Linked DNA regions of Mus musculus: all the other regions are linked to region 3. The links are chromatin contacts, called in public HiChIP or PLAC-seq and promoter capture Hi-C maps. All regions are on one chromosome and are shown on one strand. Each heading gives the region's core, a stretch centred on a gene start, on an enhancer-like site or on the middle of the called end of the contact. The rest is flanking DNA. Distances are from core to core; before and after follow the strand shown.

Region 1 (3,184 bases), core at 89-2,588, 590 kb before region 3:
CAGAAGAGAGCAATAGATCAATGCTCTTAATGGCTGAGCCATCTCTCCAGCCCCCACACTCAGGGGTTTTTTTTTTTTTTTAGATTTATTTATTTATTTATTTCATGTATATACTGTAGCTGTCTTCAGATATTCTGGCACACCAAAACAGTACATTGGATGTGAGCCACCATGTGGTTGCTGGGAATTGAACACAGGACCTCTGGAAGAACAGTCAGTGCTCTTAACCTCTGAGCCATCTCTCCAGCCCTGACACTCAGTTTTTAATTCATTTGTGTTTAAGACTTTTCCAAAGGCCAAAAGTTTTTTTTTTTAAAGGGTGCTTTCTTCTATAATAATAAACACATGTATTTTATTTATTTCTTTATTTGTCTATTTATTTATTTATTTTGGGGTTCATTTTGGGTGTTGTTTGTTTTTGTTTGTTTGAGACAATGTGTCTCTACATAGGCCCTGGTTGTCCTGGAACTCAGTATGTAAACCAGGCTGCCTTGAATTCAACAGAGATCTGCCTGCCTCTGCCTCCCAAGTGCTGGGACAAACAAAGTTCTAAAATGAGGCCTTACATATTGTTGGAAAAAATGAAGACTTACAAAATTGGTTAGTTACCTTGTAATCTCTACTCTAAACTTAAATCATATAAACATTGAAAGGTGAACTCGAGACACATAAGCCCAGCAACAATTATCCACTTAGACCAAAATGTCCTGTATTAAGGGATGCACCACTAAGAAGCAAGGAATATGAACCACAGAGAAAACATTAACAGAAATAATGCTTTTGCTTTCCTTTTAAATATGGAGCTTAATGATTCAATGAGCAGAGATCCTAAACCTAACATTGCTTGTTGGTGAAATACTAGCTTTATTTTGATGACTGTAGAATGTACATATACTTATGTACACTTAACATATGTTAGAAATTAAAATCTCAATATTTAAATACCAAATTTATTTAAAATACCAAAAATATGTTATACATTAGCAATTATCCCAACACTGGCAACAAAATATACATAGACTCTGTATGTGTGTCTGTGTGTGGTGTGTGTGTGTCTATGTGTCCGCATGTGTGTCTCTCTCTGTCTCTGTATCTGTCTCTGTGTCTGTCTTTCTGTCTCTTTTTTCTGTCTTTCTCTCTGTTTCTGCCTCTGTCTGTGTTTCCGCCTCTGTATCTCTGTCTCTCCCTCTGTGTCTCCCTCTCCCCCTCTCCCCCTCTCCCCCTCTCCCCTTCTCCCTCTTCCCCTCTCCCCCTCTCCCCTTCCTCTCTTCCTCTCTCTTTCTGTGGCGCGCATGCGTATACAAAAGCAAGACTTCATTTCCCACAATTCTTCCTGTACTTCCGGCGTGGCCCAGTAGCGGGATCGCTCGGCTTCCGGGTTCGGGCCTGTCGCTGTGGTAGAGGCGGCGGCGCCGGGGGTGGCCGGTAGGGACTCGGGCTACAAGAGTAGGGGCTCCGGGCATGGACGTTTCGGGGCAGGAGACCGACTGGCGTAGCGCCGCCTTTCGGCAGAAGCTGGTCAGCCAAATGTGAGTGTGGCCTGGGGCAAGGACCGGTGGTCGGACCTTCCGGGCGGGGAGGGTGAGGCCGGGCTAGACCCGCTCTTGACCCTGGTCAGAAGCTGCGGTGTCCGCTGGGTGCCGGGGACGTACAAGGGTCCTCCTGGAGTCTCTCTGGCCTTTCTCGGCAGACAGGGACTGCTGGCTAGTTTTTCTGGGGAGGAACTCTGCAAACCCAGCTAGTGCCCTGGCTAGTGAGTCATCGTCCTGAGCCGCCTCGTCATTTGTGTGCAGATTTTCCTTTGCTTCGATTCGCACCGAATATAGAAAGAGAATGAGGCAGCCAGAGATTTTACACGGGTGCCGCGTGGCTTCTTTTATAAAATAAATAAATAAAACGAAAACCACATCAATGAGTTGGAGGAGGCTGGAAGGAAGGTAAATTGGAAGATTGATGTGTTTGGGTTGTAGGCAGTGGAATAGAAGAGTGCTCCGGTTTCTTCCACAAGGTGTGTCAACTTGGCCAAAGGGTAGCAGGAAATAGCTGTGGGAACTTCGGGAGTGAAGGGCAGGGATGCCCTCTGCCCACGGAGCACTGCAGAGTGCTTGTTGCACTTAGCCATTTTACTGAGTTTCCTAAAGTGTTCAGAAAATTGCCTGTGGCACAGCTTTTCCCCTGAGGGTTGGTACTGTCTGTCTGTAAAGAAACAGTACAGTCGTGCCAATGCTCAGTCATTTTTGTGGGTGCTAAAGTGTCAGTTGAGTAGACTGGAGCAGCCTCGAGTAGGTGACAGATTGAGCTCTAGAGAGAAAAGTAGGAGGGTGACAGGCCACCATTCCCAGCAGATGATTGTGAAAGCATCAGGATGGACGGCTGTAGGTGGAGAGTTCTGGGTCTTTGAAGCAAAGTAGTCAAGGATACATCATGAGGATGAGCAGATGCTGGCATGGTTAGTGTTGGGTGTTTTGGGCAAACAACTTGTACCCGTGGTTTTTTGTTTGTTTGTTTGTTTGTTTTTTAGTTTTTCGAGACAGGGTTTCTCTGTGTAGTCCTGGCTGTCCTGGAACTCAGAAATCTGCCTACTTCTACCTCCCAAGCGCTGGGATCACTGCCCGGCCCTTCCTCCAGTGTTTTACACGTGGTCTGCCTTGAGGTGGTGCAGCATTAGTGTTGGGAAGGCCCCTGAGTCCCTGGAGATGAATTAGGGACCCAAGAGAGGCCAAATAGGCAATTTGGGGAGTTTTTTTCCTTTGGAAGGGTTGGTGGGGGTTCTGTCTTTTTTTCATTTAGATCATATGGTCTCATGAGTTGATTGTAGAAGACTTGGTTGGCAGAGATCATAAAGACCAGTATTAAGTGCTGAACTTGAAAGAGGAAGACAGATTCCAGAGAAAGAGGAATGAATATGTGGACAATTGGTGACTAACTGGATGGAGGGGGTGGGGTGGGGTGGGGTGGAGTGAAGCAATGGACTAAATCGGGGAAGCATCAGTACAGTGGAGGGAGTGGGTACTGTGTCAGTGGCTTGGTACCGCCGCACAATAACCCTTGCACGGTTTTGCAGACAGTTCAGCAAACAAGTGTTTTGTTTCTTAATTGTTTTAGATTTAATTTATTTATATGAGTGTTTTGCTTGCCTGTATATAAGTGAACCATGTATATCTGATGATGTCAGAGGTCAGAA
Region 2 (3,438 bases), core at 42-2,541, 990 kb after region 3:
GAGACCCTGTCTCAACAAACACAAACAAACAAGCTAACCAGTGGAAGAAACAAACAGAAACCCAAAGCAGACAGAAAACCCCACTGTCTTGTGTTACGTCAGTAAGCCAGTCATTTTGTCCTTTTTTCTCCTATGCTGTAGTCCCCCTTTGCAGAATGGCATATCAAAAACTGCTCCACTTGCAGTAGTATTTTTAATTCATTAAGGGCCTTGTTTCCCACTCTGCCTATCTTTCAGTTAGAGAATAAAGTCACCACCCAGGCTCTAAGCTCCTCTTCTGTACACATCTGTAAATACAACTTTCTGAGAATCCTTTCCATTGTCCACTCCAAGTTTTCAACAATATAGTTTATTTAATATTTTCTTCAATATATATCTTTATAGAATATGCCTCCGCTAATCTAGTTTCTACTTAAGTCCCATGCAAACACATTCTTGACAAGGACTTATTTAGTGTTTTTTTCGACACTAGAAACCCTGTTAATCCAGTTTCCACTCAAGTAGCAGCTCTCTGTCCTGCTGGTTTGAACATACATAGACAACTATGTCCTAGCGCTTTAAAACATCCAAGGAACGGCTTCATCTTCCACATTAAAATGTTCCCTGAACCAGCATCTAGAAATTTAAGAATGTAAGCTCTCTGGCTTTTCCCAGATCTATAGTATGTGAAACCTACTTTATAACAAATCCAACTAGTGTTCCTATAGTTTTTTTTTTTAAATAGGAAATCTTTGCTCTTGATATTTATGAATTTTATATTTAAGAATTCCTCATTAGTTAGAGAAGTACTATTCCTTTTCCTGGCTTACTTATGTTTTATTACTAATTAACAATAATTATTGAATTCTAGTTTACGGCTGCCAAGCCAACGACCACCATATCCCAGAACTCACTTGGCTCACCTCCCACCCTTACTTGTGTTACATCATTTTCCATATAAATAAGGAGAACACCCCCTCCTCGCTCTCTTCTCTTCTCTCTCTGCCACTCCCTTATCTCTCCCTCTCAATAAAACCTCTTCACGTTGAACTGCCTGGGCCTAGTGTGCTTCTTGGTGACCCGCTATTCTAACACATCACTGGTTACTGCTCTAAGGCTTTGCTTAGCTAGGAGAGAGGATGACCTGTAGATCAGCTCTCAGGCTCCCTAAAGAGCGAGAGGAAGAGCCTAGACAGCAGCTCCCTCAGTTTGAGCCCGTGGAACTTGAGACGACGGCTTTCGCAAGGGGCGGGGCGCGGGAAGGGGCGTCTCCGGAGGAAAGGGGGCGGGGCGCGGGAAGGGGCGTCGCCAGAGGGAAGGGGGCGGGGCGCGTGATGGGCGGCTTCCGGATGGGGCGGCGAGCAGGAAGACTGTGCACGTAGGAGATGTCTGGAGCCCGCCGCCCCGGCACGTCCAAGGTACGCTGTGCTGTTGCTATGAAAGCAGAGGGCGGGCGTGTAACCTCTGTGGGCTTCTCGTGCCTGTCCCTGGTCCGGTGAAGGGAGCTGGTGCGCCCAGTCTGACCGGCACGAGCCCGTTGGTGGCGGTCGGTCTAGGCAGGGTTCCCTCGCTCTGCCTCTGCCCAGGTCTGCTGAATGGTCCTGGGAACCAAGCGGGTGGGTGGCTGACAGGGAGGACGAATTGATTCGGAGTGAGTGTGAGCTGGCGTCTGGCAGTTCATTTGCCTCCGTTTTATTTTGTTGCTTAACACACCAAGACAGTAGTGGGTATTGGAGTATCTCTTCTGTCCCAGGCATCTTTTGCTACACTTTGCTTTCCCGCCTAAACTTTCTGAGAGGCGTGCTTCTCCCGTGTCTCCCGCAGTCCCTGTATACTGTAGGCACTGTTGTAGGAACTGTTACATGGATGAAATTTAAGCGATCCTCTACATTTCTCCGACATTGTGTTTCTCTTGGATCATATTTTGCCTTTTCAAAGTTCCTCACTTACAGATGATTATTTCATAATACTCAAAATTTAGAACAGCAAACGGTGCTTCATTCCCTCACCTGCTCTTCCTTTCACTAAATGCTAAACTCCCTTAACACTACCATTCGTACTTATTTCTCAGATAGCCTTGAAAGATGACACTGTGAACTTTGTAACTTATTTAGAGAGTAAAAGCACGTATAACTTATGATTTAAAAGACTAATTTAAATTTCAGGAAGACTAAAAGATGAAAAAATCAAGGAATTAAAACATTTCTACATCTAACATAAATTAGTTCTTGCAGCCCTCGATACCCTTGCTAACTGTATACATTTATTTAAGCGTCCCTAAAGTCCTGATTCACTCTTATAGCTGCTCATTCACTTCTCCTAACTGCCCAGCTCCAAATTTTGACTTTGTGCCTATTCTCAACAACTTTTTTTTTTTTTTTTTTTTCGAGACAAGGTTTCTCTGTGTAGACCAGGCTGGCCTTGAACTCAGAAATCCTCCTGCCTCTGCCTCCCGAGTTCTGGGATTAAAGGCGTGCGCCACCACGCCCGGCTTCTTTTCTTTTCTTTTCTTTTCTTTTCTTTTCTTTTCTTTTCTTTTCTTTTCTTTTCTTTTCTTTTCTTTTCTTTTCTTTCTTTCTTTCTTCTTCTTCTTCTTCTTCTTCTTCTTTTTTTTTTTTTTTTTTTTTTTGGTTTTTTGAGACAGGGTTTCTCTGTATAGCCCTGGCTGACCTGGAACTCACTTTGTAGACCAGGCTGGCCTAGAACTCAAAAATCCGCCTGCCTCTGCCTCCCAAGTGCTGGGATTAAAGGCATGCGCCACCATGCCCGGCGCCTTTTCACAACTTTAAGAGTTTGCCCTGGACTGCGATTTTTAGCTGTCACTACAGCATAAAGAAATTACAGTGTGTTATGAAACCATTTGTTTAGCTTATCAGGGCCCTAGCAATTTTTCCTAACTTAGAAATCTGTTGTTTTTGTTATTTCTTTCTGCCCTCTTCATTTTATTAGTTTCCAATAGCTTTTCTTTTCAGTAGTTGTGTTACTTAACTGTTATGTAAAGATTGTCTCAAAAGTGAAGCAGCTTTCCACAAGTATTGCTATCAGGATTCTGACTGTAGTTTAAGCTTATGGTTGTAGCTTCTCCCAAGACTTCTCCAGAGAAGTCTTCTCCCAAATTCACTGAGGTAGGGGCCAGGGTGGTGGTGGTTGTGGTAAGTTTCAGTTTGTTAGTTCCATAGGATGGCTCACAACTTTGTCAACAGCAAATGAGACAGGATCTCATGTCACACAGGCCGACTCTGAATTACTCATCTTTGATCTACATTTCAATTTCTAGGATTACAAGTAGCATATGCCACCACACCTGACTTTCATTTAATTAATTAACTGGTTGGCTAATTAATTTGCTTTTGGTGGAGGGAGCAGGGCTTATGGCAGGTTATGTATACTTAGTGTTTTAACTACATCGTTATGCCTTGGAATAGTTTCTTTACTGGACTTGTGTTTCATGCTCTGTTC
Region 3 (3,201 bases), core at 285-2,784:
TTTCATCTATGTCCACTTCAGCAAAACGTTCCTTCACATGTTTGCTCCAACAAAACATCAACCCAATGCAACTGACACATAGAGTCCTTAAGTCTCCACTTCAAGGGCTGGAGAGATGGCTCACTGGTTAAGAGCACTGTCTTCCAGAGTTCCTGAGTTCAGTTCCCAGCAACTACATGGTGGCTCACAACCATCTGTAATGGGATCCAATGCCCTCTTCTAGTGTGTCTGAAGACAGCTACAACTCATATACATAAAAAAAAAAAAACTGTTTTAAAAAGTTTCTGTGAGAGAGAGAGAGAGAGAGAGAGAGAGAGACGGAAACAAATATAAAATGTCATGAGGTGAGGCCCCATAAAAGTTAAAAGAATTTTTGGTTCCCCCATTTTGGCTCTGGAGTGTAAGCAGAGATATTTTGTGTGAGGCTGTGGTCCTTTGTGAAAGGCAGTTCTGGCTGAGCCTTTTGTAAATTATTCTTGTTAGACATTCATGCACGAGATCCCCTCCTTCTCAGCCTCATATTCATGTGTGTGTTAGGGTTAAAGGCCTGACAAATGACTCTATTTTGATTCTAACTATTCTGACACAGCTTACTTAGAAACATGTTGTCTGCCTGTCATCCTCTCTAGGCGGATGACCTCAGACTTATTCTTGAACTTCCTGCCTCCACTACTTGAGGGTTGATTTGCTAAGGATCAAATCCAGGGTTTTGCGCTTGCTGGACTCACTCAACTGAGCTACATCTGCAGACGGAAACATAAACTTTAATGCAAACATAAACTTTACTGCGTATCTAGCTAGTGCCCTAAGTACATGCTTCATCAGCTTCTTAGTAATGTAGCCTGGAGGGGCAGTTCCTTTGTGAATACTCAACAGATGGATGGATGGATAGAGTGAATGTGTGTACGTGAGCGCGCGCGCCAGCACTGTGTGAGTGTGTGTGTGTGTGTGTGTGTGAGAGAGAGAGAGAGAGAGGGCTCACAGCTTTGTCATCCAGCAACCTTAGGATTCTGCCACCAAATGACTCAAGTAGCTGCATGACTAAGAGAATTAAAAAACCATGGGGTCCAGAAACTGATGTGATTCAGTTTGATTAACTCCTGGGGCCAGGAGATTTCAATAACTTTGTTATCTGCCCACTTTGAGACCACAAAATCTCGTAATTAACATAAGAACCTGTAGCTTTATCCCGGGGTCTGAGTGGAGGGACACGAGACTAAAGTTTAGGGGGTCCAGGGTCAAAGGGGTTCCTATACCTACTACACCCGAGGATCTCTAACCGGGAGCCAAGTGACTAGAAGCAACCAACCCGGGTGTGCGGCTTTCCGTGGCCTCTCCGGGGACGCTCGCCGCAGCCACTGCTTTATTGGCGGGTCCTCGGAAGCGTGGACCAGTTAAAATCCTCCTGGTGTCTCCAACCCCTTTCCAGCTACCTCCTTGGAAGCTGGGGGTGGGGCCGCTGCACACGGTCCAATAGCAGTGCAGGAGGAACGCGCGCGCGCAGACGATTGGCTGCCGTGGGAGGGCGCTGTCAGAGCTGGATTGGCCGCTGTTGAGGACGGAAGCGCAGAGGTCTAGAGCAGCTGGAACCTGGCCGGCTGGCGGGATGTGGGGCGCGAGCCGGGGCAGGGTAGCGGGGCCAACGCTGCTGGGGCTGCTGCTGGCGCTCTCAGTGCGGAGTGGGGGCGCGTCCAAGGCCAGCGCCGGGCTAGTGACCTGCGGGTCAGTGCTGAAGCTGCTCAACACCCACCACAAAGTGCGGCTGCACTCACACGACATCAAATACGGATCTGGTGCGCAGGGGTGGTGACTGGGACCGCCAGGGGGCGGAGGGCTTAGAGACTAGGTGGTCCTAGCGGGGTCTGTGGGTTGTCAGGGAGCTGGGTGGTTGCGAGTCTAGACTCGCTTGTGGGTCGTGACTGACAAGCCTGAGGGATCGAGGATGCGCGGGAAGGGGGAGGGCGATGTCCACCGGTACTTAGGGTCTGGCCTGGGCTGGGGTGAGCTCTTTGGATCCTAGAGTGGTAGGGGCTGTGAGGGAAACTTTTTAGTGTTCAAGACGAGGGTCCGGAGGTCTGTGATTAACAAGAATCCACGGGGTGGGGTGGGCTGTTACTCTTCAGGCAGCGGCCAACAGTCGGTAACCGGCGTGGAGGAGTCCGACGATGCCAATAGTTACTGGCGGATTCGCGGCGGCTCCGAGGGTGGGTGCCCGCGCGGACTCCCAGTGCGCTGTGGGCAAGCAGTGCGGCTCACGCACGTGCTCACCGGCAAGAACCTGCACACGCACCACTTCCCGTCGCCGCTATCCAACAACCAGGCAAGCCCCGTTCCGAAACCCACAGAGGCTGCGTGGGGCAGGGACCCAAAGACAGAGGGAGGGATGTAGGGGAGGGGCCCAAGAGGGGACTCAGTGTCAGCTACTGTGAATTGGGAGTTTCTATTCAGAAGTTTATGGAGCTCCTGCTCTGGGTCCTGTCCCCAGTAACTTTCTCCACCGAGTTAGAAGTGAGAGATTAGTTCGTATTTGGACACAGAGGTGGACCCACAGCGCAGATAATAGGAAACTGCAGGAAGGAGAAACTCAGGGCTGGGTCTTAAAGAGAAGTGGGAGCTTCTTCCTACTCCTTCCCCTCTGCGAAAGAGTTCCTACTAAAGTACAGTGTTCATTGCAGCTGGTCTGGGAGGGACGCAGGGAGAATCTGACAGTGCTTTGGAGAGTTTCAGGGGGAAAATGTTGGAGGGGAATTTGGGGGTAAGGCCAGTTGGCACTACACAGTCTGATACAAGAGGCTCTATGCACCTGAAGAATGGGGTGAGAGTCTATTTTGAGACCAGATTTCTCTATGTAGCCCTGGCTGTCCTAGAACACACTATGTAGACCAGGCTGGCCTTAAACCCCCCAGAGATCTGCCTGCCTATACCTTCTGAGTGCTACGCTTAAAGGCGTGTGCCGCTGAGCCTAGCTAGGGCAGGACTCTTGGCTTCCATTTTCATAGCTGTGAATGCTGAAGGTCAGGAAAAGGAGCAGAGGCCCCAGGATACTAGGTGCAAATATGACGGCCAGACATGCAGCTCAGGGGAGCTTGTGCCCTCTGTGTGACTGTTCCTATACCTTATACTCTCAGGAGGTGAGTGCTTTTGGGGAAGACGGTGAGGGTGATGACCTGGACCTGTGGACAGTCCGATGTTCTGGGCAAC
Region 4 (3,268 bases), core at 54-2,553, 760 kb before region 3:
GGTTCTTTATCTCCTGGCCCAGTGGTGGTAGTGGTGGTGGTGGGTTAAGGAGTTAACTCTGTGCTTTCATTGTACCGCTCAGCCAGACTTCTCACTTCCTGTCCTGCTCTTTTCTCTTCCAAACCTTTCCTGGACTCTTAACGGCGGCTCTGCAGGTGGACAGTTGGCAGGAAGACTGCACTTGGCTGAGTTCCCTCCAAAGGACCTGCCCAACTCAGAGCTCTGGCTGAGCTCCCAGGGCAGATTTGCAGTGGGGGTGGGTATGGGGGCAGAAGGCTAGGCCTGGATCTTGTACTCAGTGCTGGGAATGTGCCATAAAACTATCTGAGTGCCCAGAGCAGCACTGGACAGGTACCCTTGCTTCTGCCAGCAAGGAACCCCCCATCTGTTGTGACAAGTCCTATGTCCAACATCTTGGGCCAAGACCTGGTAAAGTTGGAATGTCTGACGACTTGACCTTGACTTTACCTACCTATAACAAGTTAGCATCTTTCACTCATGGCTCCATGTATCTATCGTAGGTTGAAATCCTGGGACTTTGGTGGAGGGGCAATAAGAGTGAGTCAGATATGCTGGAGGTGACTGGCCTTCCCCACTTTTCACTTCCTTCCCCTGAACAGATTGGTTTTTCATTTGCTGTCTCTCCTTCCACGTTCATGCTGTTCATGAAGGCAGGTGTGAGTTTAGCATGTGGAGCCTTGTTCCCAGGCTTTAGCCCTGTCTCTGCCTGGGCTTTTTTTCTCCATTGTATAGGCAGCTCCTTCCCCAGATCTGGTCCAGAGACTCTGGGCTTCTCTGTTAGATTCTGACATCCATTAAGCCATTTCCTCCTCTGTTGATATTCTTTGTGCCATTCCCTGATCCACAGAGACTGCTGGTCCTTTATTTTCACTAGAGCTCTTCACTTTCTTCACAGCCGTTCGGCGTTTAGAAGACCACTTTAGGGAATATGTTGGCACTGGGACAGACCTGGGCCTCCAGGAGTAAAGATCGTTCAGGTCCAGCTATACCTCCTCAATTCACTAATCCCGGATTCCCCACTCCTACCCACCCCAGACCCTGGCGCCAGCACTGTCAGTCCTTGTGACCCTACCAGCACTAGGGACCCCTTTTGGTACCTCGCTGCCAAGGCTGCGTCCCACCTCTCGGTTCAGCCAATGGCACGCCTCATTTCCTGCTAGCCCCGCCCTTGGCCCCGCCCACTCGCTCATTCCCTAGGCCTCTCGTGCTCATGCCCCGCCCCGCGTCTGGAGCTCGGGTCCTACCTCCCTCCGCCACCCCACCCCCCGCCCAGCTCGGCGTTCATTGGTTAGTGCGGGCCGGAGGCGGGGTGGCGCGGGCCGGAGCAGGACGGCCGCCATCTTGCGCGAGCCGGAATCTCATCCCGCTCCTGCGGCCTAGAGTGCGCGCGAGTCGGTGGCGTTCTCTTGCCGCGGCCCAGCTGGATCCCTCGCCTGCCGCCCCTCAGCCCCAGGTCGGAGTCCGGCCTTCACCCACTCCTCTCGGCCAGGTCCGGCCTCCCCGCGGGGTCACGCGGCTGCCCCGGGGACGATGAACGGAGGATAAATGGTGCCCAAGGCAGACAGCGGTGCCTTCCTGCTGCTCTTCCTGCTGGTTCTCACTGTCACCGAGCCGCTGCGGCCAGGTGCGCGGTGCTGAGGGTGGGGGCGCGGTCGGGGGTGGGGCTGCGGACGTCCGTTCCCCCGCGGCTGCTGGGGGCTACTGCTCCTCGGCCCGGCACAGGCGAGGCCTGGCCGCGGGCCTCTGGGCGTCCCCTGCCCTGGCACAAATTGGAGTGTACCAGGGTTCGGAGCCTCGAGGATGTTGCCTTTAGACCCAGGTCCACCGAGCGCCGCGTGCTCTGGGACCCACTGGCCAGGAGCTGCGTCTCGGGCGCACCCTTCTGCTTGGCTGAGTGGAAGTCTTGGAAGCAGCTTGTGGAGGCACCTGGTGCCCCAAGTGTCCGCCCAATTGTGGCCTAGTGCCAGCGTTTCAGCCCTGGACAGCGATGTCTGGTTGCTCATTGCCACTTAGTGAAACGCTTTATCACAGAAGTCCAGCCCTGCCCAAAGGAGGTACTGGGAGTAAACTGAGTACCAGGTGCAGGGGAGAGTCCTTTCAGCGGTGCCTGGCACTTAGTGCTTTGTGTGGTGTGATTAACTACTTTTGATACTCCCTTGGAGTTTTGTGTGGTGGGGAACCTCAGGTCCCTTTTCTGCTTATTTCAGATACTTCTGAACTGTGCCCCCCCCCCTGCAAAAAAAAACCTTCACTGCACCCTACTTCCGCAACAAAGCCAGGTCAATTTATCCATCAGGCACAGGAATACCAGTACAGCCTCACTGTCCCTTTAGGGATCCCAGCAGGGATGTCTTGTCTGTGAACTTTCAGAGACTCCTCTGTACTAGGGCGGTGGTAAGTAGAGCTCTTAATGCTTTTAGCAGAGGAAGGTTCCCATGAAGGAATGCCCCAGGCAAGTCTTCTATGGGTGACATCATGACTGGGTGTCAGAACAGGTGGGTGCACCCTCAGCAGTGTCCTATCTCAGCTCCCATCCTGCAACATATTTCAATGCTTGGCTTTGTGCTTTTGTCCCATGTGGAAATGTCTGCCAGAGCCTCAGTGACCAAGCCCAAGACAACACTCAACTGAACAGAGCGTTTCCCTGGGCTCCAGGAAGGGAAAAGCCAGCTGCTCTGCATAGTGAACTGACTGGTTGTAAAGTAGCCCGCTAGGAACCCTTGTGGATATGATTCTCTTGTCAGGCTAAAGGGTTTGTGGGTTCTTACCTTTTACATATTGGTAAACATGTTTGTATACTTCTGCATACAGTGAACCCATTCTGATTGTTGGGTCCAGTTTTGCAGGTGAGGTCCAATGCCCCTTGCCAGTCTGTTCCTATATCCTGCCAGCTGGCTGAGAGCATTTCAGAAAGGACATGTGAGTTCTTGCTGCCTGCCCAACGATAGAGGTATTCGAATGCAGAACACACAACCCTCTCTTTAGAAGTGCTCAGTATAGAAGAAGAGAGCAAGTATGAATTCTTCAGTATATTGCTGTGTATTGGGCATCCCCAGAAAGATGGCAGAGGCCATCCATGTGCACATGCGCAGCAGGGGAGCCCTCATACGATCTAAATGGGACCTACAGTGGAAGAGGCTCCAGTGGAGGGAGTAATGGGACCTTGAATCCATGGCTTTCTAGGCTGGAGCTTGGCATCAGTCCCACAGTTCTGTCTTAAGTTGTCCTGCAGAACCCTAAGCACCCT
Region 5 (3,421 bases), core at 648-3,147, 680 kb before region 3:
AAATAGACTTAGAAAGTAAGTCTCTCAGCAGCACAGAGGCCACCCCAGTAGTGGAAAAGGCCCTTTTTGGAGTCCAAGTGCAGATAAGTGGGTGCAACCCATCTAATTTGGTTGTCTGGTCTCCTCCAAGAGAAAATGCAACTTCTTGTATGATTGTTTTATTTTTGTTTTTTGAAACAGGGGTCTCTCTACACAGCCCTGGCTGTCCTATGCTCACTATGTAGACAGGCTGGCCTCGAACTCACAGAGATTCAACAGCCTCTGCATCCTGAGCAGTGGGATTAAAGATGTGAGCCACCATGCCAGGCCTACTTCTTGTATCTTTTTGAGAAGCACTGTTCTATCTCAAACTAAACTCCTGCAGAGTAAGGTGAGAATCTCCCCGGTCAGAGGCAACAGTGGAGTTGTTCCTGAGTAGTCAGATATAGCACACTGCCGAGGTCAGAGGTGAGCAAGGAAAGTGAGGTTGGGGCAGCCCTTGTGCACACGCACTACCTCACAGGATAGCTCCACAGAGGACATCCTAGGAGGCAAACCCATCAAGAGGTCTGCTGCTACGTTTCTGATGTGTTCAAGCAGCGCCAGCTGTTGGGACGGAGTACTAAAGAGTGAGAGGAGGCAGTCCTCTTTCCCCTGAGGCACCACAGAACTGCTGGCTCACATTTTTAGACTTGAGTTTATGCCAGTGCAATCTGTGGGTGGATGTATCTGGGACTGAATCAGCTCCTGATCCCGAGACCTGATCCTGATCTCAGCCCTCGGGGATTGATTAGAAGCCTGGCTGGGTCTTCAGCTGGAAGAGTTCCTTTGGCGGTTCACTTGGGCACTCTGCTTTTGTGCCTCTGGACTTCCGGGTGCTTTTGGTTTTCTATTTAATTTTCTGGTTTATTTGCAACTCCAGTCCAGCAACCCAGTCTGAGCTCCAGGGCCATGCTTCTGCTCCGTACAGAAAACTCTGCTTCAATCTCTTAGAGATTGGAAGGTGGAGCCTGAGATAATTGGAGGACATTTACAATACAGGGCTATATCAGGCTTTGATTCTCAGGCAGGTCAGATGGGAGGCAGCCCAGGTAGTATCCTGGCCTGGGAGCTGCAGAATGACACTGCACTGGGGAGCGAGGCTGCGCTGTGGAAGCCAGCTCCTATTGCTAGTGGGAGCGACCTCATAAAGGAGAGCCTTGGCAGCCACAGTGGGACTGAGGAGGCTGTCCCTCTAGGGTGCCCCCTCTCCTTTGATCAAGGCACTCTCACTGAACACTCATCTGCCAGATGCAGCAAGGACATCCAGTCCACAAAGGGACTGCCTCAGAACCACCAAAGAGCACAGCAACCGTCAGAAGAGCCCAGGCAATCTACACGAGAGCACAGACAGCATGAGGTGGGTGGGCACTGACGCTGCGGAGAGCAAGTCAGCCAGTGCGGGAAGGTATTCCTGCAAAGCTCCCGGCCCTTTCGCTGCACTTGCGCAATGGCCTTCAGATGCCACGAGTGCAGCAAGGCCTCTGGAGCGCCGACCTCGTGGAGCACCAGCGCAGCCACGCTGCTACTCATGCCCCAACGCGCACCCGCGGTGCACGCGGGCGATCGGCCCTACAAGCGCGGTGCCCGCGAGAAGGCCTCCAGGGGCAGCTCGCTGTTCAGCACGCACCGCCCAGCGCGCATCGGGGTGAGACCCTACGCATGCGCCGCCGAGTGCGCCAAGGCCTTCAACCAGCGCACGCACCTCACCCGCCACCTCTACGGCCACACGGGTGAGAGGCCCTGCAGGTGCGGCTGTGGCAAGGCCTTCGCCTGCCACTCTTCGCTCACCGTGCACGAGGAGATCCACCGTGGCCACAAGCCACTCAAGTGCTGGGACTGCGCCAAGGCCTCCCACAGGCGCGCGGGCCTCGCCCTCCACCAGAGGGCGCACACGGCGACATGCCCTTCAAGTACTGCGAGTGCGGCTCTGCTGCCCCTGGGACATGGGGTGCACCAGCGCACCCACAGCGGGGAGAAGTCGTTCCGGTGCTTCGAGTGCGTTAAGGCCTTCAGCTTGTACTCCTACCTCATGGTGCAGCCAAACTGGCGAGAAGCCCTACAAATGCCACAAGTGCGGCAAGACCTTCACCCAGAACCACTGTCTTACCACACACAGGAAGGTTCACCCCGGGAGAGAAGGCTTTCCAGGGCGGGAAGGATTTCTGCTGGAACTCACACTTGGAGCGCCAGAGGTTGCACTGTGAGGAGTTCAATAGGGGCTTGCTGAGCTCCATGCCTGGCAGCCTGCTGGATGCAGGGAATACCAAGGCGAGTGGCATGGACCCCATAAATGCTTTGAGCATAGCAAAGCTGTGTGTGATACAACTGACCCCTGGAGAACAAATCTGTCAATCAGGGTGACACTCGCCGGTTACTTCCCCACTCTCCCAAGTCATCAGCTCTAGATTCTCAGAGCCAGACGACTGTCCCTCCAGGTGAAAAAGCCTGGCTTGACCTTAAAGTAGTCTCTCACAAGCCATTCCCTCCTACTAGATATGGTCATGGCTAGGGAAGAAGTCATCCTACCAACATGCTTAGTGGGGCCAGAGCCATGAGAGTTTTTGCAGCTAGACACAGGCATTTTTCCTTCTCTCTCTCTCTCTCTCTCTCTCTCTCTCTCTCTCTCTCTCTCTCTCTCCTCTCTCTTCCTTCCTTCCTTTCTTTTTAAAAATTGTCTTATTTATTTATTTATTTATTTATGAAATAGAGTTTCTCCGTGTAGCCCCGGTTGTCCTGGAACTCTTCCCACAGATCAGACTGGCCTTGGCCTACCAAGTGCTGGAATGAAAGGTGTGCATCACCTCCTCCCAGCTGGCATTTTCTTTTAAAAGAAAATAAGGGCTGTGCAGATGTGTAAGTGGGTAAACTGCTTTTTGCCATGCAAGTGTGAAGGCCTGAGTGTGCACCTCCATAACCTGTGTGAAAGCCAGGTGTAGTGGACAGGTGTACGCCCACCTCTGAGCAGAACAGGAACCAGCAGGCTCTTGAAGCTCTCCAGCCAGCCAGTCTAGCTGAACTAGTGAGACCCTGACATTTCCCAGTGAATTTTTAATTGTTATTTAGGTGCTTTGCCTACATGTATGCTAGTGCATTGCCTGGGTGCCTGGTACCCACAGAGGCCAGAAAAGTAGATTAGATCCCCTAGGACTGGATAAACCCGTGTCCTCTGGAAGAGCAGTCCGTGCACTTTCTACCAAGCCATCTCTCCATCCACAGAAACCTGGCTTGAAAAATAAAGTAGATCCACATGTGGTAGCTCATGCCTTTCATATCAGCACTTGGGAGGCAGAGGCAGGAGAATCTCTGTGAGTTTGATGCCAGACTGGTCTACAGAGAGAGAGAGTTCTGGGCCAGCCAGAGCTCTATAGTGAGACCATCTCAAAATAAACAACTAATGTAG
Region 6 (2,997 bases), core at 314-2,813, 630 kb before region 3:
GGGATGGATATCATCTGCTCTCTAAACGGCCACCACAAAAACAAGTACAGTAAAACAGATGGCTACTCCTTTGGACAGGCAGAGCACAAGAAAAGCTCAAGAAAAGAAATTCAGTACAATCAAGAATGCAACAACATCCAGAATCTCTGGTATAGCCAGACAGGATGGTAACAGATCTGTAACTCCACCACTCCGGAGTGCTGATACAAAAAGATCACAAAGTTGCCTATAAGGAAGAGGTGGGGTTAGAGTGCTCAGTGCACTTAATGCAAAACTATTCCTGCCCGGAACTGGAGCTCCCAGCGCTGACATCGGGTGGAGGCGCCCTCTGCTGGTCTCTAGAGCACCTTCACCCAGGTGCACATACAGACCACTTGTTTCTAACAGCCTTCGCTGTCACGGAACTCTTTGGTGATCAGCCTGGCCTCAAACTCACAGAACTCTACCTCCAGAGTGCTGGGATTAAAGGCAGGGACCACCACACCTGGCTTCACTCTTTTTTTTTAAACGACAAAACATTAAGGAGACTACGGTGACTGCAGATCTAAGATATTCCTCTACACATTCCTTTAGCTTCTGCTTATAACTTCATGCCCCTCTCACACATATAAACTAGGTTCCCTACCATTGTTTGCTACTACAAACAGCTGTGCACTGAAACAAATTTTAGAGGAATCTTCAAGGAATCATTTACTGGAAAGGCATCCTCAACCTTCTGTGGGGGCTCCCATTCCGTATCTGTCCTCAACGCATCTGAACCACAACGTAAGGTGTGCAACAAAAGGAAAAACAGCAGCTTGGGAAGAGCAGAAGAGGGAGCGGGTCCTTATTACCACGGGGGTGGGAGGGAGCATCCAAGAGGTGTTGACGTGCTCTATGGCTTCTTTCCCAGAGCACGGACGAGGAGCATCTCGGAGATCAGGCCTTACCCTAGGAAGCAGCCGCGGGCAGAAGGTGGCCCCGTTGCGCCCGGACAGGTCCGTTCGTTCGGCCTGTACAGGATCTAAACTAGTACAATCCGGGGATTTTGCACTGACAGCGCTTGCTCTCCGGCTTCTCTCAACAACCGCAGCCGCGGCTGATGAGCTTGAGGTCACGCCGGGAGAGGCAGCCAGGCCCGCCCGCTGCCTGTTGCAATCCCTGCTCGAATAGCTTCGAGGGACGGGGACAGGCCAGAGGCCACACTCGGACCCACGGCTGGCGACAGAACCTGACCAACCGGGCTGCGAGGGCCACGGTCCGCTTCAGCCACGCGCAGGCCTCGGCGGGCCCGCGCCACAGCGCCAGGCCCGCGCCGGACGCCCGGGGGTCGCCCGGCCAAGCCCCCGCCACGTCAGGCAGTCGCCCGTGCCCGCCCCAGGCGCCCGCGGTACTTGGCCCAGATCTCCGCGCCCTCCGCCATCCCCGCTCCCTCTCCCATCCCCGCGTGCAGCACAAGCTCGGCGAAGAAGGCCTGCCGGGCCCGCACGGTACATGCCTCGCAGCTGACCTGGTGCTGCCGCAAGCTGAGGCCGCTCTCGCAGCAGGCGGGAGGCGGGAGGCTGGAGGTGGGGGCGGAGCCTCTCCGTCACGTGGGATGCCGCGCAGGCGCAAGGGGACTCTAGGGGGGGTCGCTGTTGGGCGGGGCGGGAAGAGGCTGAAGGGTCAGACCCCGGCTGCTCTTCCGAAGGATCCGCTGTCCGGAAGCTCCACCCTCGAGGTGCCTATTGAAGGTGCAAACCTAGGCCCTCCTTCTTTCCCTTTCTCCTGGCCTCATTCTAACCCTCACTCATTCTCTCACTCATAGCTTCTTCACTGGCTTGTCTCTTCACACCCTTTCACTCACCATCTCCCTCATCGACTCCTTCCTTCCCTCACTTTCCCGTTTCCTCCCCCAGTCATTTCTTCGTTTCTCCTGCATTACTTCCTTCCCTCTTCATCGTGCGTCTATTACTTCACTCATCGTCTCACTTGTCCCCTCCTTCTTGCTTCTTCCTTGCTTCCTCTCTAGGTCGCTCCCACCCTCTCTATCTCTTTCTGTTTTCCTTTCCCTCACAGCCCTATTTATTGTCTGAGGTCTTCCTTCTGCCTCTTATTTCCTCCTTGTCGCTCCCTGGTTTCTTCTGTCATTGTACTTTAGACTTTGGAAGGCTCCTCGTCCGGTGCTTGCTGTGGAGAGTGAAAACAAGCAAAGGCTTTATGTACGGACAAGTGTTGATTTTCCTCTTTTCTGAGACTCCAGAGTAAATCTGGTTCCCAGTCCCAAAACTCACCTGCCCCTAGCTGTCCTGGGGACACCCACTTTTCTCTGCTTCACCTCGAGGAGGACCACACTCTGAGGGGCGCATACCTATAGCAGAATCCAAGAGTGGAGCTGTAGGGCCTTCTTACAGATAGATGGGGGGAAATTGTAGTTTCAATATGGTGGAGAATGTAAGAGAAAAGATGTCGCCAAGGAAGCCTCCTCATGAAAAGGGGGAGAAAAAAAGGAAGAAGAAAATGAATAAAAGAAAGGCTGTTTTAGGGGAACCCTAATTGCTGCCCGGAGGCCTAGCTATAGATCCAGATGAAAAGACCCAGCCTCTAGAAAAGGAGGCACCCAATGCACGTGAACTTCTACCTGTCAGGGCTCCCTGGACCAAATGACTCCACCTGTGTTGCTGGAGACTTTTAGACCATGATAAAAGTATTCTAGCAAGAGATACCATCAGCAAATATATGAGATCCAACAAAAAGTAGAAGACAACACTCCCTTGTCACTTCTGACTATCGGAAAACACAACTGAAACAGGTCACCCACTAGAAAGTTCTAGAGATACAGAATAGCAGAATAGGAAGAAATCTCAAAGTCTATGCCCCAAACCTAGTTTATATAGTATGAAGCTCTTCCCATTCTAAAGACCTAAGCCCACTTTGGTCTCTGGATTTGAAAGGAAGATTCGTTTTCTCCTTGTATAACAGTTTTCCCCAAGATTGGAGCATTCTATTCTTCAGAAAAACTCCTTAAGCAGGAAGGTT
Region 7 (3,269 bases), core at 246-2,745, 800 kb before region 3:
CCCAGCTGTGGACTGCTGCTGTGACCCACCAGGCTCTGGGAGAGTTCCTTCTCACGTGTGCTAGAAAGGGCGTTGAATTGAAAGCCCACCCAGGATTGCATGGAACAAGCCCTCAGAGGCTGTTGTATCCTGAATATACTGGGTGTAGTGAGTACTAACACTGGTGGGAGAGGAGGACAGGATGCCAGCTGGCCTTCACCAGCTGTTGTTACCTGAGCTAAGAGTCCAGTTGTGTGTGTGTGTGGGGGGGGGGGTGTTCCAGCTGCACCTCTAGCCTGGCCAACCTCCCACTGGCCCCCAACTGCCATCCCCATACTCCTTGCCTCCAGACATCTGCTGGCCCAGTGCCTTAGGCTCTGATGAGTGGAATTGATCCTGTTCCTTCTGCCCCTCGACCACACAATGGCATTCAGTACAAGTACTACAACCCACAATCCCCCAACCCGACCCCCCCCCCAAAAAAAACCAGCAGAAGCCAGACTAGCTATAGGCTCTCCTCTGCTATCCTACAGGCTTACCCTATTAATACTCTACAGCGCCTGCCTACAAGGAGCCTCCTTTGAGTGCTTTTGTTTATACTGGGTAATGTGTCCACACCCAACCCTCAACCCATTTAACCTTTTCTGGGAAAGGAATCACAAAGGACTCCAACTGGGAGGTACAATATCTGGGCACTCTGTTTTAGCTAAAGCCCTGTGATAGCTTCTGAGCCAACCCAGAGCTGGGGGAGATCACTGACCACCCCCAGCGACTGCTTCCTTTCAGACAGCAGGGAGGTGGACCCTTAGGCCTCCAAAGGTCTGCAAAGACTCCTGGGAGCTTCACCCCAAGCCGGCTAGGGCTGCCCCCTCCAGGCGGCTTTGAGGATATGTGTGGCAACAAAGACTTCTCAAGACTTTGAGCCTCCTGCCGACCATAAATATTAAAACATGTTTATCAGAGCAAAGCAGCTCTGCCTGGTGATTGTGTGGGTAGGCGGGACAAAGGCCAACTTAATAGGCCCTTCAAAGATTCGCTAGAAACTGAAAGGAAGGGAAACCTGCATTTGTCGGGGGAACCTGCCTAGGAAAATTCTGTTTCCGGACGAATCCGGGAAGGGCAGAGTGATCATCGCACTGCCCGGGAGGGTGCACGAAGGCCAAGCTCTGTTATTACAATAATTCAGAAGACTGAATTCACGCACCGGGGTGGATGTGTCCCTACATCGCCCCCAGGATCTCGAGGCCCACCTTAACCCCAAGGCGCGCTCCAGACGCACGTGTCTCTAAACTGCACCTTGACCCACTGCTACCCGCCTTGGCTTAGCGTTGCTGTCCGGAGACCACGCCTCCGGCGGGGTTCTCCGTCTCCCCGGAATCCAGCACCGGCCATTGGCTGCTCTCAGCTCTCCGCCCCGACGCGTGCCCCAGTGCATCCCGCCCAAGCCTCAGTTTCCCGGCTGGCACGGGGCGTGGCGTGGGCGGGGCTCAGCTCAGGCCACGCGGGGCGGAGCCCGGGAGCTGACGTGACCACCCCGCCTCCCGGACCAGAATTGGTCGTGGTCTCAGTAGCCTCCGGCTCCGCTGCTTCCCGAGAACCCCGCGCCGGAGGCTCGGACCCGAGGTCGACGCCGGGCGCCTCTCCTCCTGCCCGCTATGGCTGCGCCTCGCGGGCCCCGCGCTCTGTCGGCCGCCGCGCCGGGGTCCGGGAAGCCCAAACTGACGCACCCCGGGAAGGCAATCCTAGCAGGTGGGTCACTCGGAACCCCAACTCAGAGCCTGTCCGACAGCGCTTCCGGGTGGGCCGGGGACGCCCAGGCCCCGCCCAACTTCCGGAGGGGCGGAGGTGTCGGGGTTGCGACCCGGGACCCCTAAGTCCACTCGTCTGCTGTCGCTCAGAGTCTCTTGGGCACTCCAGGCGGAGACCACCGGGTGGGGGCGTGGGCATCGTCGGGACGCTGGCAGCGACGCGGGCAAAGTCCGGGCGGGGGAGGGGCCGCGCGGCGGCGGCAGCGGTGGCAGCGGTAGCGGCTGGGTCCACCGGGCAAGGGTGTCCCTAGCCCCAGGCATTTGGTCCCCACAGGCGGCCTGGCTGGAGGCATCGAAATCTGCATCACCTTCCCGACCGAATACGTGAAGACGCAGCTGCAGCTAGATGAACGAGCGAACCCACCGCGGTACCGGGGCATCGGTAAGGAGGGACTCCCGGGGGTGGCTAGGGGGACACTGCGGAGCAGAGGAGCTAGGGTCTTGACCGCGCCTCCCGTAGGAGACTGCGTGCGGCAAACTGTCCGCAGCCATGGCGTCCTGGGCCTGTACCGCGGCCTCAGCTCCTTGCTCTACGGCTCCATCCCCAAGGCGGCTGTCAGGTGAGACTCTGCTCTGTTGAAACGACCCGGAGGGAGTGGCCGCAGCGGGCCCCCTCACATGTCTTCTTCATTAGGTTTGGGATGTTCGAGTTCCTCAGCAACCACATGCGGGATGCCCAAGGTAGGCTCGACAGCAGGAGAGGACTATTGTGCGGTCTGGGTGCCGGCGTGGCAGAAGCAGTGGTAGTCGTGTGCCCTATGGAGACCATCAAGGTGAGGGATTGAGCCTTTCAGGGGTAGCCAGGGTATCTTCGGGCTCCCAGGTTTTAATGGCATGTGCCCCCATGGAGGCTGTCAAGGTGGGAAGGGTCCCCACACATATGCACCAGGTTCGTGGTAAATGGTGGCAGAAAGGGTCTCCTGTGGCGGCTCATGCGTAATAAAAGCATGAGCGAAGTCTTCAAAGCATAACTCACTATTCAAAGTCTAGGAAATAGCAAATGTAACGCTGGGGAAACCCTCTGAGGTCTTGGGGCCTATGTGTAATGGAACTCAAGAACAGCCTAGGGATTTCCTGCAGAAGAGCTGGGAGTCCCCAGCTTTGGCCTAACGTTGGTAAGGTCTGGGTCTGCCAGATAAAGTGCAGATGTGGCCAGGAACCAGGGCCATTGCTTCCTTCCTTTTAGGTGAAGTTCATCCATGACCAGACTTCCTCCAACCCCAAGTACCGAGGATTTTTCCACGGGGTTAGAGAGATTATTCGGGAACAAGGTAAGCCTGGAGAATGGAGACCTGCTAAGTGGGACAGCATCTACTTGAGTGGCTCCCCCTTGACTGCAGGCAGGGCCTGGAAGGCTCCAGCTTGACTCCTGTCTGCCTGTCCCAAGGGCTAAAGGGAACATACCAAGGCCTTACTGCGACTGTACTGAAGCAGGGCTCAAACCAAGCCATCCGATTCTTTGTCATGACCTCCCTACGCAAC

Evidence for each region. Promoter capture Hi-C pulls out the DNA fragments that hold promoters and counts their contacts. HiChIP or PLAC-seq counts read pairs in DNA pulled down with a chosen protein or histone mark.
Region 1: a promoter capture Hi-C map of pre-B cells shows a contact between it and region 3, with 3 times the contacts expected there. The contact joins the promoter of Med15 here to the promoter of Sdf2l1 in region 3. A contact is called at or near these places in 2 of 39 promoter capture datasets (liver and pre-B cells) and 1 of 115 datasets of contacts at active chromatin or transcription factors (large pre-B cells).
Region 2: a contact with region 3 is called in a FOXA1 HiChIP or PLAC-seq map of pancreatic cancer cells. The contact joins the promoter of Spidr here to the promoter of Sdf2l1 in region 3. A contact is called at or near these places in 1 of 39 promoter capture datasets (pre-B cells) and 1 of 115 datasets of contacts at active chromatin or transcription factors (pancreatic cancer cells).
Region 4: an HNF4G HiChIP or PLAC-seq map of pancreatic cancer cells shows a contact between it and region 3. The contact joins the promoter of Dgcr2 here to the promoter of Sdf2l1 in region 3. A contact is called at or near these places in 1 of 39 promoter capture datasets (neural stem cells) and 1 of 115 datasets of contacts at active chromatin or transcription factors (pancreatic cancer cells).
Region 5: a contact with region 3 is called in an HNF4G HiChIP or PLAC-seq map of pancreatic cancer cells. The contact joins the enhancer-like site here to the promoter of Sdf2l1 in region 3. A contact is called at or near these places in 3 of 39 promoter capture datasets (cranial neural crest, liver and pre-B cells) and 2 of 115 datasets of contacts at active chromatin or transcription factors (embryonic stem cells and pancreatic cancer cells).
Region 6: a contact with region 3 is called in an HNF4G HiChIP or PLAC-seq map of pancreatic cancer cells. The contact joins the promoter of Klhl22 here to the promoter of Sdf2l1 in region 3. A contact is called at or near these places in 1 of 39 promoter capture datasets (pre-B cells), 1 of 115 datasets of contacts at active chromatin or transcription factors (pancreatic cancer cells) and 1 of 9 other capture datasets (adipose tissue).
Region 7: a contact with region 3 is called in an H3K27ac HiChIP or PLAC-seq map of microglia, with 4 times the contacts expected there. The contact joins the promoter of Slc25a1 here to the promoter of Sdf2l1 in region 3. A contact is called at or near these places in 2 of 115 datasets of contacts at active chromatin or transcription factors (lineage negative bone marrow cells and microglia).

The regions. Positions count from the first base shown.
Region 1 is chr16:17,721,101-17,724,284 of GRCm38.p6, reverse strand. It overlaps Med15 (mediator complex subunit 15), which reads left to right and starts at 1,338. Exons shown (of 18, transcript NM_033609.3): 1 at 1,338-1,529. The coding sequence starts at 1,462.
Region 2 is chr16:16,144,704-16,148,141 of GRCm38.p6, reverse strand. Spidr (scaffolding protein involved in DNA repair) reads left to right here and starts at 1,291. Exons shown (of 20, transcript NM_146068.4): 1 at 1,291-1,397. The coding sequence starts at 1,365.
Region 3 is chr16:17,130,716-17,133,916 of GRCm38.p6, reverse strand. It overlaps Sdf2l1 (stromal cell-derived factor 2-like 1), which reads left to right and starts at 1,534. Exons shown (of 3, transcript NM_022324.3): 1 at 1,534-1,793; 2 at 2,124-2,320; 3 at 3,129-3,201. The coding sequence starts at 1,607.
Region 4 is chr16:17,889,763-17,893,030 of GRCm38.p6, reverse strand. Dgcr2 (DiGeorge syndrome critical region gene 2) reads left to right here and starts at 1,303. Exons shown (of 10, transcript NM_010048.3): 1 at 1,303-1,645. The coding sequence starts at 1,567.
Region 5 is chr16:17,813,982-17,817,402 of GRCm38.p6, reverse strand. It overlaps the pseudogene Zfp520-ps. Among named protein-coding and RNA genes, the nearest start is that of B830017H08Rik, 17 kb to the left of the region's middle. Within about 2 kb of position 1,897, at least 112 of the 459 cell types and tissues checked have an H3K27ac peak or open chromatin away from gene starts, as enhancers often do. A contact at or near this core is called in pancreatic cancer cells, where this site is marked.
Region 6 is chr16:17,758,187-17,761,183 of GRCm38.p6, reverse strand. It overlaps Klhl22 (kelch-like 22), which reads right to left and starts at 1,563. Exons shown (of 7, transcript NM_001359068.1): 1 at 1,490-1,563.
Region 7 is chr16:17,926,445-17,929,713 of GRCm38.p6, reverse strand. Slc25a1 (solute carrier family 25 (mitochondrial carrier, citrate transporter), member 1) reads left to right here and starts at 1,495. Exons shown (of 9, transcript NM_153150.2): 1 at 1,495-1,728; 2 at 2,062-2,169; 3 at 2,248-2,347; 4 at 2,422-2,560; 5 at 2,974-3,058; 6 at 3,175-3,269. The coding sequence starts at 1,635.